Regions from separate parts of the Mus musculus genome. Here region 2 is linked to region 1. A link is a contact called in public HiChIP or PLAC-seq data. All regions are on one chromosome and are shown on one strand. Each heading gives the region's core, a stretch centred on a gene start, on an enhancer-like site or on the middle of the called end of the contact. The rest is flanking DNA. Distances are from core to core; before and after follow the strand shown.

The links. HiChIP or PLAC-seq counts read pairs in DNA pulled down with a chosen protein or histone mark.
Region 2: a contact with region 1 is called in an H3K27ac HiChIP or PLAC-seq map of T-cell acute lymphoblastic leukemia, with 3 times the contacts expected there. The contact joins two enhancer-like sites. A contact is called at or near these places in 4 of 15 datasets of contacts at CTCF or cohesin (the NIH/3T3 cell line, embryonic stem cells and large pre-B cells), 13 of 484 Hi-C or Micro-C datasets (CD8 T cells, the G1E-ER4 cell line, Sertoli cells and 7 more), 13 of 115 datasets of contacts at active chromatin or transcription factors (T-cell acute lymphoblastic leukemia, bone marrow-derived dendritic cells, embryonic basal ganglia and 7 more) and 1 of 9 other capture datasets (embryonic stem cells).

Annotation. Positions count from the first base shown.
Region 1 is chr16:29,852,563-29,859,543 of GRCm38.p6, forward strand. No RefSeq gene overlaps it. Among named protein-coding and RNA genes, the nearest start is that of Gm32740, 4.5 kb to the right of the region's middle. Within about 2 kb of position 3,844, at least 9 of the 459 cell types and tissues checked have an H3K27ac peak or open chromatin away from gene starts, as enhancers often do. A contact at or near this core is called in T-cell acute lymphoblastic leukemia, where this site is marked.
Region 2 is chr16:30,224,863-30,231,843 of GRCm38.p6, forward strand. No RefSeq gene overlaps it. Among named protein-coding and RNA genes, the nearest start is that of Gm26562, 22 kb to the left of the region's middle. Within about 2 kb of position 2,594, at least 55 of the 459 cell types and tissues checked have an H3K27ac peak or open chromatin away from gene starts, as enhancers often do. A contact at or near this core is called in T-cell acute lymphoblastic leukemia, where this site is marked.

The sequences.
Region 1 (6,981 bases), core at 2,594-5,093:
GTACCATTATGTCAACACTTGACCTTGAACAAGTCAGTTTCATTTCTAGTCTGCCATGGCTCCCCCATTTCTTTCCCAAGAAAGAAGTCAAATCATTTTTAACATTCTCTTTAGATTTTTTTTATAGATTTATTCATTTATTTATTTTATGTATGTGAGTACACTGTAGCTGTCTTCAGACACACCAGAAGAGGGCTTTGGATTCTATTACAGATGGTTGTAAGCCACCATGTGGTTGCTGGGAATTGAGTTCAGGACGTCTAGAAGAGCAGTCAGTGCTCTTAACTGCTGAGCCATCTCTCCAGCTCTTTTTTCAGAATTTAAATTTGAAAATCTACTGTCTCTGTTTCAATTGGTAGCTGTACTCTGAGTCTTGTCCTTGGGCCTATGGCTCCTGAATTTAGGAACCCACATCCCCAAAGATGGAGACTTTCAAAAGAGGAAGCCCAAGCCTTGATCATTGGTACCGTAACTTCAAAGGCCTTGAAAAGCTGGTCCTCTACCTCTGGGACACTAATGTGTAGAGGGAATCTCTTGTGTACTGTATGCATGAAGCACCTGTCAATCAAATGCTGATTGGCCTATAAGCTTAGGCAAGAAATAGAAGGTGAGACATCCGGTAGGGAGATGGAATTCTGGGATAGAGAGAAGGGTCGGGGGTTTCACCTGAGAACATGGAAGAAGATAGAAGCCACGTGGCAGAACTTACATTAGAATAAATGAGATATTAAGTTATGATCTAATCGGGGAACCAACCAAAAAAATGTATGCCTAAGGTGTTTGTAAATACATTTCCTGTCTCAGAGTCATTATTACAGGAGTTTGGGGCCGGGAGGAAAAACATGCACTCAACACTGATGTTAGTGGCTTTTGAAGAAAACCAGTGAGCAACCTGTCGATTCCTCAGCTTGATCTCAGAAAGTCTTGGAGAGAAGAAGGAAAAGGAGGTTGAGAGTGGTAGTGTACACCTTCAATCCCAGTACTTGGGAAACAGAGACAGTCACTTCAGGGCCAGCCTGGACTGCATAGTGAGTTCCAGCTCAAGCAGGGCTGCAAAATCATTCGAAGGTATTCCAATGACTGCTGCCATATAACCAAGAGTGAAAATTCTAAATCTTACCTGATACATTGCCTTCAAGATTGACTGGAGTAAACTAGGTTTAAAGTTGGGATGAATTTCCATTGTGGGACAAGAAAAAGAAAGGTATATTTTTTTGTGTTTGTTTGTTTGTTTGTTTGTTTGTTTTAGAGACAGGGTTTCTCTGTGTAGCCCTGGCTGTCCTGGAACTCCCTTTGTAGACCAGGCTGGTCTCGAACTCAGAAATCCACCTGCCTCTGCCTCCCGAGTGCTGGGATTAAAGGCATGAGCCACCACACCCAGCAAGAAAGGTATCTTTAGGTTCAATAATATTCATTTATTTTATGAAACACAAACTGTATTTAAATATATACACACATACAAAAGACAAAATGACATTTCATTCATAGTTGCTGTAGACCATGGCCTACTCGCTTCTGAGATGACTACAATTCTTTCAGTTTCCTCTTCTGCATGAGCAGTCAGACCTGAAAAGTAACTCCCAGCACCCAGATTCTCATGGCCTGCTGCAGGAGGCTGCTGGAATCTTGCAGTCAAAGGAGCCAACAGTTTCCAGGGCGGCATCTGCTCAGACAGGAATGTGTGAGAAAACACCAGGGCAAGCTCACCACTATATTTTATATTCTTAGACGAGAAGAGAGTCACTGAGGGGTGTCTGCTCTTTTCTCCTTTTGATATCTGGAAGGTCAGCACTTAGAAGCTGGGATCTCACAGACAGACTGTGAGTGTGAGCATCCCCGAGAGACCTACGGTTGGGATGCTGGAACTGACAACGATCCTTTCTTTCTAACACTGAACTGACGAGGCTTACATGTAACTTGCCAGTATTAAGAGTCACGAGGATCTTGTGTCAAGGATCTTGTTAAAAGGATAATAGAACACAATGTTGTATAGAAAATAGGGGAGGGGATTGAGCTGTTTGTAACAAAATTTGCAAAAGATTTTCGGCCTACAGTCAGACTCTTGTTCTGACTTTAAGATCATTGTACTTTTAATATGGAAGATAGGCCTGGAGAGATGGCTCAGTGGTTAAAAGCACTGACTATTCTTCCAGAGGTCCTGAGTTCAATTCCCAGCAACCACATGGTGGCTCACAACCATCTGTAATGGGATCCAATGCACTCTTCTGGTATGTCTGAAGGCAGTGATGGTGTACTCACATACATAAAACAAGTAAATAATGGTATAATATGGAAGATAGATCCATACTTAGAATTGTCACAGGATTTTATCATTTCTCTTATTCTCATCTCAATCTCAAATCACACAAGAAGAAAGAGGAAATCTACTCTCAATATCACGCCTGTGCCTTCAAACAACCACTGGAGTGCAGGCGCACACCTGCTAAGAGTCCTCCTCAGACAGTTCCCATGGCTCTGGCCGCCACCTCACAAATCTAGGTGCCGTAATGAGCCTTGCACATTTCCAAGAGCAAGCTTGCTTGCTCCCATTCAAAGGCTCGGATGTTTTCCTCTCTCCCATAATCCATTAATATATTTATGCCAAATTTGGAATTACACTGTAGAAGGAGGAGAGAGCCATACCAAGGACACGGCCACTCAACTCGAGTGTGCCTTTATTCCTTTCCACAGGCAAGATGCTTCTGGCTGGCCCACAGCTGAGTTCGCTCATTGTGCCAGGCAGCAGAGGCATCTGAACTAATTCCCCTCACTGCTAACTAGGCAAGTCAAGTTTAGGGAGCAGGGGTGGGGGTGGGGGGAAATTATATAATTTGAGTTAATTGGTTTGGGGCTACCCAAAGCCCCAGCTGTACTGAAGGGAATTGTTTGGTCTTCAAAACCCAATTAGAGTCATTCAGGAGATGTAAAATAGATTTTATTCTTCTCCTTGCCAAGCTGTTGTGAGGAGACTAGCCTCCATACCGTATAGGAAAATATCCTTTCATTATGGCTGCCCAAAGGCATCCTGAAAACAGGTAGATCCAAAGGCGTGGGGGCCAGCTACAAAGGAACACGCTAAGCAGCTCATTTCTTTTACAGGTTCAGGAATGCAGCTCGAGTGATAAGACAGGAACCTCAGTGACCCTTGAGGTCCCGTAAAATGTGTGCTCGATAATCAAATGCTTTGAAGAAACAACTCCATCTGTTCTTTTTTTTTTTTTTTTCCTAAGTAGAGATTGGCTGAATAGGTTTGAAGCTTTCAAGGTTGACTTTCCTAGATCTAAAATAACCACACGCGATATCCTTCGTTATGTGTAAGCGGTGGCCACAGAAATCAACTTTCAGCAACCACAGCGTGAGTTTCCATGTGGGCAGAGCATGAGAGCCATTGCATGGTGAAAGTGATTGGAAACACACTAGGTTTTTGATCCAACAGTTTATGCTTAAGACTGGTTTTCTATTATGACCCCAAAGATCATTCCTTTTTTATCTACGTAGTTATTTATTTCAATTTCTTTAGACAGTGTCTTACTATGTAGCCTTCGCTGGCCTGGAACTCCCTCTGTAGACTAGGCTGGCCTCTAACTCAAACAGATCCACCTATCTCTACCTCCTGAGTTCTGGGATTAAAGGCATTTACTACCACTCCTAGCCAAGATCATTCCTTTTTGTGGCAGGTCTATTTGACCTAAAAAGAAGCTAGAAGGAGAAGGCGATCTGTGGAAAGGTCCCTCCTTTGTTTAGAGTCATTGCTTGATGCAGCAGATGCACAAACTTTGCTCTTCCGTGAGAGAGCACTGTGTGCATAACACAGGAAAGGAAAGATCAAATCTTATCTTCAAAAGACTTTTAGTCTCACTAGAATGAGACCTACAGAAAGGCTGTATGTCTAAGAGTACTGACGCACATGGAGAATGAGCAAAAGCACAAAGATTTACTGGGAGATGTCTTAAGCCTATTGAGGTTGAAGGTGGGTCTTGAAAACTCAAGGGTGATCTTCAAAGCTGTGAGTGCAGATGACGGAAGACTCCCTGGCCACCATTCAAGACCCCTCCTGAGCTTCACTTGGTTGGGAAAATGTTTCCACCAAACAGAAGGAACAAGAGGAAAGAATAGATGAAGACAGGAAGTCTTCAAGAAATGTGGAAAGCATTGTGCAGTGCTATGAAAAAGCAACCACTGGGGGCATGCATCCTTAGCTGCTACATTTTAAAGATGAGGCCAGAGGATTCCAAGTCTGGGACTAGCCTCAGCTACACAAGGAGTTCAAAACTACTTGGGCTGCATGAGACCCTATCTGAGGAGGAGGAGGAGGAAGAGGAAGAAATGCAGCCAAGAATACTAGAATACATGCAGAAAACAATTGGAAATCACAACTGAGACTAGTTAAGGCCTGGTGTGCAGCAGTGTCTGACGCCTGGAAGGGAGGCAAAGACTGCAGACTCCCCATCCCAGACTTTGCCCAGTCCTCCCCTCCCTGAGCCAGTGTATCGGTGGTGTCCAGGTGCCACAAGTGGAGATTCAGAACATGGGACCACAATGTATTAAAAGTTATTATTTAGAAGCTAGCCCTTTAAGGGGACACTGAGCCCCATAGAGGAGTTAAGTACTTCCTTCTTGAGACAGGGATACATACCTATGTTCACCATATAGTAGGTATTCTGCCATCCCTGTGACACAAACAGAATGCCACCTTTGGCTGGCTATTGGAGAAAGTGTGCCTCATTTCCCTGATGGACCAGATCTTTCTGCCTGGTGGTAGGGTGATGGTAGTGGTGGTACAGGCACTTTACCCATAGTTAATCTTGGGCTGGAATTGTTCCAACTGAAACCCTCACCCCTTCTGTCCACACAGTCTACCATGTCAAGGTTCCTGGGAAAAAGTAGAGTCCTGATGGTGACATGGTCCACCTCTAATCCTAAAATGACCTCCAATTATTCTTAAAATTAAATACCCAATTCTCATCTGGGTCCTTGCCTCCCTTCCAGGCATCAGACACTGCTGCACACCAGGCCAGAAGGGGAACGTAGAGTCGAGGATGGGCAGGATTCCAGGCTGGGAGCAAATGCCACAGGGGTGGCAGAAGAGGGAAGGTCTTCTTTAGGGAAACTTAGTGTAACGGCTCTTTTAAGCAAAGACCCTCCCCATGGCAATCCTTAAAGAAGCAGCTGTTATTTTAGCTTGTTCATATTTCTTTATTGGGGGTAGATATAAATGAATACACTTTATTCAGGGTGAACTAGGGATTGATTATATAATTTTGGGTAAGGTTGTGAGAATATCCAGGGAGGAAAGGTCATTGGCTGAAGGCTAAGGCTATTGAAATGCCTCATTAGCATGGAGAGGCTTTCCGGATGGTGTGCTACATAACTGAGGGCCCTGGGCATATTATCTGAGTGCTGTGGTTATGTGCTCCAGAGCAGGCATTTGAGCAGGGAGGGAGAAGCCCCAACTTCTACAGTCTCTGATCTCTGAGATTCCTGGGGTTTGAGCATGCCCCACCTCACCAGTCCCATGCCCATCTAGTGGCACAGTCCACGGGCCTACAGTATATCCCAGTTCTCTGAGAGCTAAGCTGCCGCATAAATTTAGAAATGCCACGAAGACAATGTTTTCAGAAGTAAAGACTTTGAAGAAGACAGGCCAAGAGTATGCAAGCTGTCCTCTAAAAGAGCCAAGTCAACATACAGAGATGCCATCAAATAGGCAGGAGATACCCCAAAGCCAAAATATATCACAAGCCAGAGGCAGGACTTAGACAGGCTTGGAGTAAATGAAATCAAGAACTGTGTGTTGGTGAGACTACTCAGTGGGCAGGGGTGCCAGTCACCAAGCCTGAAGACCTATGCTTCCAAGGGTCAAGGCATGGTGAAAGGAGAGAACCAATTCCTACAAATGTTCCTTTGACCTACTCACATACTCTATACCATGTGCCCACTAACATACACAGACAGATGTGCCTATCAACATACATAGACAGACAGACAGACAGACTAGTTACACTCACACAACACTGTAACTATTTTTAGACAGACAATACATCAAAGGCTTGCAGCTGTATAAAGAAGGGTGGCCATACATTATACGAAATTTTTCAAGATTAAATTTTTTTAAGGGCGGTGACACAACAGGAAGCAGCAGAAAGGGAGGATCCAGCCTTTGAAATTTGGCATTCTTCATACCTAAGGAGAAGCACACTGGCTCCAGACTTCTGAAGCAGTGTCATAAGGCAATGGAGCTATCCAGCCTTTTAGACACAGGGCCCTCAGACAGAAGCAGCAGAGTGCCTACACATTCTTACACCGATCACAAACCATCCACCAAGGCTGGCTTCTGGGGCAATGAAGGGCCAGATATGAGTTTCCACGTGTTCCCAGATAATACCCAGATAAGTTCTTTAGCTGGCCAGGGGAGAAAGTGTGCGTAACAGATCAGATCTTCCTGCCTGGTGGTAGACAGTTTCCCTGACAGCTCAATTCTTTCTGCCTGGTGTAGACTAGTGGGAATGCTGGTATAAGCTCTCTACCCTGACTTTGCTCTCACCGAATCCCTCACTGCTTCTCCCCACACAGTCCACACATGTCACCAGATGGGTGAATTACAACTCACATCCACATGTGAATTCCTGATACAGCACACTCTGTGAGCAGGATCCTCTCTGGGATTCAGCACGGGCTGGACCTGTGGATAACCTGACTTCACCAAAGCACAACCAATCAGTAGAGAGAACACCATCCGCCAGGCCTGCTGTGTGGACATCACACACATGATCTACCCCTACAGACATCCTATATGATGTCTAATATAGTTCTCAGTTTACAGGTGATGTCAAGGAACCTGAATAATGGCTGGTAAGTGGTTGAGTTAAGACTCAAGTCTGTACTTTCTGATTTCCAGCTGAGTGGTTAGGTACCCAATGAGTCTCCCCAGGACTCTTGTTTACAGTTCACATACAGAGCACACTGGGGTGAAGACAGTCA
Region 2 (6,981 bases), core at 1,344-3,843, 370 kb after region 1:
CAATGTGTCTTTACTCATGACAAATAAAGTTTTCTGGGAAACAATGTGTCTTTACCCACAGTGCAGTGGGTACATCTGCTGTTGAGAAAGGGGCATTCTTGTTCTACACCAAATAGAGAGAACTGGAGAGAGGATGTATAAGTCTGTTTGCAGATGCATTGTGGGAGCTAATCTGAGTGTTCTCAACTTGGTTGTGTGTGTGTGTGGTGTGTGTGTGTGTGTGTGTGTGTGTGTGTGTGTGTGTGTGTGTGGTGTGTGTGTGTGTGTGTGTGTGTGTGTGTGTGTGAGAGAGAGAGAGAGAGAGAGAGAGAGAGAGAGAGAGAGAGAGGAGACTTACTACTGTGCTTCCGCAGTTGGGGCCCAAAAGAACTAGCAGGATCCAAAAGCTTTTTAATCTCTCAAAAGAAAATGGTGTCCACCAATATGTTATCAGAAAACCGTTAAACAAAAGAAGGTAAGAAACCGAGGACCACAGTGAGAGGCCAAACTTATTCCATCTTGGGACAGGCCTCCATTTTAAAAGGAAAAAAAAAAAAAAAAGCCTACAAACTTGACCTGCAGCTGAACCCAAGCTACACCCAAGTATCAGCAAGGACCTCACAGCTTGTCCTTGTCCCATACTTCAGAGTCACTCCCTAGCTACGTCCTAAAAACAGTTAATCAAAGGTTAGCATGATTGTTTCAGGTGTACTTTCAGACCATTCGCTTCAGCGTGCCCACCTGTCGGATTACAATAGTCACTCAGTTAGATATTTGCTAGGCTGAACACCCCTCACTAGCACCTATTTCCCTATAAAACCCTGTTCCAAGGAGGGTTTGGGGCTACTTCACCAGTCTGTCCCGTGGGTCAGTGTTGAGTAAGCCCAAACTTGAGTTTATAATAAAAAGACCCTAATGTGATTACATCAGAGGCGGCTCCTTGGTGGTCTTCCTGGCACAACAGCAGCATCCAGGATTCATGTCTTATTATCCACGTGTCCTGAAACACAAGCATCATCATATCGTGGGAGGAAACAATAAAAACAAGGAGGCTGTAGAATGGGATAAACTTTTAAATAAGAGAGTGAAGGAAGCCAAAGAAAATGGCAGGAATAGATGACCAAGAAATAGGCTGTCCTCACTCAGAGCTTCTACTTCTGAACCCAGTCAAAAATAGGTCTTTAAGATAACAAGTCAATGCTCAGACCTTGAATCTCCAAGGACGATAACACCAACAATCATGTGAGAAGCAATCAAGGAAGACATCCAGTATTGACCTCAGGCCTCAGGACATGTACATACGAGCAAGTATTGAGAGACCAATCTTTTGAGTTCAGACTCCATCTTAGAGTACCTGACTTAAGGCTGAACTCAAGTTAACTAGCAGGCCAGCACCTAGCACCAGTCTCCAGGCTATCCTCCAACAAAATCTGTGTCTAGCACCAGTTTCCAAGTTATTCCCCAACAAATCTGCACTTCCAGGTTACAAGCCCATCCCTGACATTTCACTCCCTAACAACCATCAATCAGGAGGCAAACAGAAGTTAAGTTTATGGTTTGGCTTCCAGCATCAGTTCGTAACGCCCCCCCCCCCCCATCAGATGTGTATCAGCCTAGATACCCCCTTCTTGCCTCTATAAATGCTTTCCTGAAACTGGGCTCAGAAGACCCCCTCCTAGTCTCCTTGTCAGAGACTTTGGTGTGGCCCAAGCTAGACTTGAATAAAGAGACACTAATGTGATTGCTTTTGGCTCCTTTGTGGTCTTTTTTGGGGGTTCACAAACTTTTCTTGGAGAGAGAGACAGAGAGAGAGAGAGAGGGAGAGAGAGAGAGAGACTAAAGCCAGAGGAGTTGTTGTCTTAAATGACAGCAAAAATCTGAGGATGAGTTAGCAGTTCCGAACCCCCAGCCCCCGGAAGGCATGAGAGGTCAGGGAGGGTGGGATGGGATGGGAAGGTTCCCCTCCCTCACCCTGACTCATCTGCTGTTCCTGGTATCAGACATTGATTTCATCAGTCAGTCTGAGCTTCTCCTTGGCCACATTGGCAGAAAGTAAGACATCCTTCTATGGTTTTGTTTTATTCATCCCCAGGGCAGGTGACCACCATAGCCAGGAACAAGTCTCTATTTTTTAACTAATCATTTATTGGGGCAGCAAGGGAGAGGGTTGCTTATTAGTTGGTTGATTGACTTTGTTCGTTTGGGAGAATCTTGTATAGTCCAGACTGGAACTGGACATCCTCCTGCATCGGCCTCTCAAATATTGGGATTACAGGTAGGCGCATGCTGCTGAAACAGGATTTTGCTTCCTTCCTTGTCAGTCCAATGGGAGCCTGAGGGAGAAAGGTTGGAGACAAACCGAATTACTAAGTCAATACATATTTATTGAGAACCTACTAAATCCCAGACACTGTTCTAGACAGCTCAACTTCCCTTCCCCTGATCAGGTTCATAGAGAGTTCATCATGCCAGAGTGAATGACAGTGTTAGAACCTTTTAGCCCTTCAGCTCCCAGAGTGAGAGCCCCAATGCACCCCCTCTCCGGTCTACAGTGAGGCTCTGCCAACCAGAGCACATCAGCTGCTCCTATCTCTCAGTGGCTCAGAACCACTCAGCAATCAGCCACATCAGCCCTCCTCCTCCCGCCACAGTTGGTGGCACATCCACCCACCCGCTCAGGGATGCACCGTGAGGTCAACTCCCTGCCACCTGCTTCCTCCCTCAGTGGCCACAAGGCAAACACCAGCCTGGGAAGAGGAGGAGCCTGTCACTCTAGAAGAGATAAACACTGCCCATCGGGACAGGAAAGCACAATTTCTGAGAAGCCTGTCCCCTTCCCATGGGGCTGGCTCCGGGGGCGGGCAGAAGCCAGGAGAACACCTGCAGATAGTAGATTTTCCTCCTTGGAGGGAAGCTAGAAAAGGAGCCCCTGGCATCTATTAAAGACTTGATGAAGCAGAATACTGCCAGCATGTGCTTGCTGGAGTCTGGCGAAGCAGTCCTGCTGTCCAGCGTCTCCTAACACAGGCACTTGATGGTCCACAGTACCCTCTCCATAAAGAAAGCCTTTGTGTAGCAACCGTGAGGGAGAGTTCCAGGCTAAGCGCAAGATATTCCAGTATTGGAATCAAATTTCTAAAGCTTAAAAAAAGAAAAAAATCAAACTGCACAGAGTTACGGGAGATTATTCTCTGATGAAAGGTTGGTCCCAGATCCATGACTCTCAGAGAGAGGAGGAAGGACAGAAAGAAGAGCTCACGCAGCCCACCCAAGCTTCTATGAGTTTCTAGCAAGTTCCAGGTGATGCCGGTCCAGGCCCTGAAAAGCCTGTTGTAGGAAATGGTTAAGGTCAGCTGCTTTGGAAAAGTACTCTCTTACCTTATGTGAGAGAGAACACGGGTTGGCATCTTGGTGGCTCTTCTTCCAAGTGCTAGAGAAATGGCAGAGAATCTGCCATCACAAGTGCATGCCCAACCAAGGCTCTGCCTAAATCGCTACAGGCAGCACCCACATTTACAGATCCTAAGTTATTGTCCTTATTAGAACTGGGGAAATAGGCTGTGTGGACTCTATCACTGCTCGTTTTTTTTTAAATATTTTTTAAGATTTATTTATTATTATATGTAAGTACACTGTAGCTGTCTTCAGACACACCAGAAGAGGAAGTCAGATCTTGTTACAAATGGATCTTGTTACAGATGGTTGTGAGCCACCATGTGGTTGCTGGGATTTGAACTCTGGATCTTCGGAAGAGCAGTCGGGTGCTCTTACCCACTGAGCCATCTCACCAGCCCTCACTGCTCGTTTTTAATGAGAACTTGGAACTGAGCAGAGCTCATGGAACTTCTCTCAAGAAACATGGCCACATGGCAAGAGGTGACTACAGGGGCAAATCACCCTTGACCCCAGTGGCCACCCACTCCCTCAGCTCTGGAAGACACTTTCCACCCAGAGGTGAAGGTCCCATTCTTACAGTTTACAGAGGCCTTGTGGCAATCAAATATGTATCGTTTACCCCAAAGTCAAGCTACACTCGAATGTCAGCGATCGTTGTAATCACCATACACAGAGAAGACACACCCGTGCAGAGCAGAAAAGCCACAGTCTGGAAAGGCAGAACTCCAGACGTTACTTTCATTTTCTAGAATGTTTCCATGGTACATGAAATGTCGTTGCCTCACAATTGTGCATGTGATGGAGACGGGTGTGAATTCTCCTACTTGCTCAGACAGGGAAGAGACTCACCCAAGGCCTCTTCCCATGGTGCCTGAAGAGCACTAGGGCCTTGAGAAATCCGTTTAATTGAGTTCCAAAGCCAAAACCTCCCGAAGAGGCCTGGGCCTGCAGAGCATAGCTCAGAGCATTCTAGCTGCGACTACACAGAATCAAAATACAGAGCAATCTAGCTGGGAATGCCTGGCTCTGTTCCTGAGCAGGTAACGGAGTCCTTAATTAAACCTGTGCCCCAGGTGGTCTAACCCAAGCTTTCAAAAACTGCCCCTTGCTCCTAAAGAGGCAATGATCTTTGGACTTTGAAAGCTCTTCTATTTTGGCTGGTTCTCAACACCAAACAGAGCTGATATCAGGCTACTGAGGCTTTTCTGCTCAGTGTTGGGCCATGAGATGGGGTTGGGAAGTGTTGTGGGCCGACCAGCAGCTCGTGAGGAACGGTTCAACTGAGATGGCAGCTCAGGCTGAAAGAGAGGAACTAAACGGACGGAAGAAAGAATGGAGCCAAGTCAAAACCAACTCTGATCAAAGCTCAATTTTACTATATCAACAGGCAGTTATGAAGGAGGGGAAGGGGGGACCGATTCCCGCCAAATAGTCCTGGGGACCAGTAGTACGGTGACCACGTGTATGGCTCCGAACAGCAAAGCGGCAGGTTCCAGCAGTGGGCATGGCAGAACGATTGAGCGGCAAGCTCCATCCAGGTGTAAACAGTGGAACCATTGAGGCTGGGGGACGGGAGGCTACAGGGAAGGGTGAGAGGGGAGAGGGTTCACGTCACAGACATACGCCAACATGTAGACATCAGCTAGTTCAGCAAGCTGAGCCACATGTTCCTGGGGACGGACCTAGCTCTGTGATGCAGTTAGCCAGCCCCTGGTCCATGCTGGCGTGTGCATTTGTATATTCCGCAGCTTGCTCTTCTCCTCTGCCCCGGATCCAATTCAAAGTGCCATGAAGCACGGAATGCACTCGCGCAACCCCACTGGTTAGATCAATCACATTGGCGTTTCCTATATTCTTTTTCACCCCAAGGTTACCAGACTGGGTCACTAAGGTGATTCTCTATGTGATGTCTCTGGGCCATCACAGGAAAGTCATCATAAAAAACACATCGATGTCTTTCTTACAGGCATTGCTAACACGTTTGCCCTTTGTACATCCTTCAGGAATCCCTCGCAAGTTTCCTTTAGAACTCAAAAACTATGTAATTTTATCTCTCCTAGAATCCATATAATCGTTTCCCCCTCTACGGTCACCAAGAGCCTAAGAGTTAAGTTTAGTAAAGGTGTCAGGTCTGGGGCTGTTGAGATGGCTCAGTAGGTAAAGGTGCCTGCAGTGGAGCCTGGCTGACTGACTTGTGAGTCCTCGGGGCTCACAAGGTGAAAGGAGAGAACTGACTCCCACCATTGCCCTGGGACCTCCACAAGCACCTCAAGGCATGTGCTCATGCGTGAACCAATAAACAAGCAAATGAAATAAGAATCATTTTTTTATTTAAGTTTTGCATATTTACTTCCCTCCTCTTTCCTATGGTTTTGAAAATAGGATGACTATTTTAACAATCTCAGTATCATTTGTTTGTTGTAAGCCACCCAAATGCTTTCTCCGACTCCCTCTTTTTAATAGAGCAGGTCTCATAGAGCTCAGATTGGCCTTGAACTTATTCTGTCGCAGATGATGACCTTGAATTCATGATTCTCCTACCTCTGCTGCTCTGGGTTTATGAAGGGCTGAGGATTGAACCCAGAGAGCCTCATGCACGCTAGGCAAACTCTCTACCCACTGAGCTAGCTGTATTCCCAGCCCATTGTCTTTACTGAGTATCATTGAGTTCAGTGCCAAACAGGAGCAAATGCCTATACCCAGAGAAGCCAGATACAAAAATACCAATGGCTTCCTACAAACCAACACTCCTGAAAAAGAGTAAGGGGTCAGGGTGGGGCATGAGCTGGTGATAACAAAATAACTTGTGCACAAGACCTGGGCCTAAGACAAGTGACTAGGTGTATGTTTGTGTTTGACTGTGGTGGTGTGTGTGTGGGGGGGGGGGGGGAGTGTCTTCCTTCCCTGGGATGTTGGAGGACTGGTTTTGGGGGAGGAATATTTATGTTGTTGGTAGTGGTGGGTTTTTGTTGTTGTTGTTATTGTTGATGGAGGTGGTGGTCTGGCTTGTCTGTTTTAGGGGGTTTGTCTGTTTGTTGCCATTGTTCATTTGCTTGCTTGCTTGTTGGTTGGTTGGTTGGTTGGTTGGTTTTGAGACAGGGTCTTTCTTCAAAACCCTGCCTGTCCTGAAACTCACTACACAGACTAAACCAGCCTTGAACTCAGAGATTCATCCACCTGCCTCTGCCTCCCAATGCTGGGATTAAAGGCGCCCTTTGGAACACTATTTAAGTTCAGCCTTCCAGGGAGAGGACCTAGCAGCCCAGTGCTAATCAACACCATGAGGCCCACCGTTTCCAGAATCCTGGAGAAGAGCAGAAGGAGAAGAGAAATATTAAAGCCCTTTCCCCCAATCCCAGTCATCAGTGTAGAAAACAAGTCTCAGGAGGTAGGTTCACCAGTAGCCCAGTTGGGTGGGGCTGGCTAGACCCTAGGCAAGCTTTGAACTCCCTTGTCCTCCCTGTCCTAGAGATAATCCAACATCTCCTGGAGTGGAGTGGTGAGCCCACCTGGACCCCGTGTGCAGCCCCAAGGGCACTGCTGCTGCGCTGTCTCCAAAGCCGCTGCAGGCTTGGCTGTACAAGTCCCAGGAAGCCCGGCTGGAGG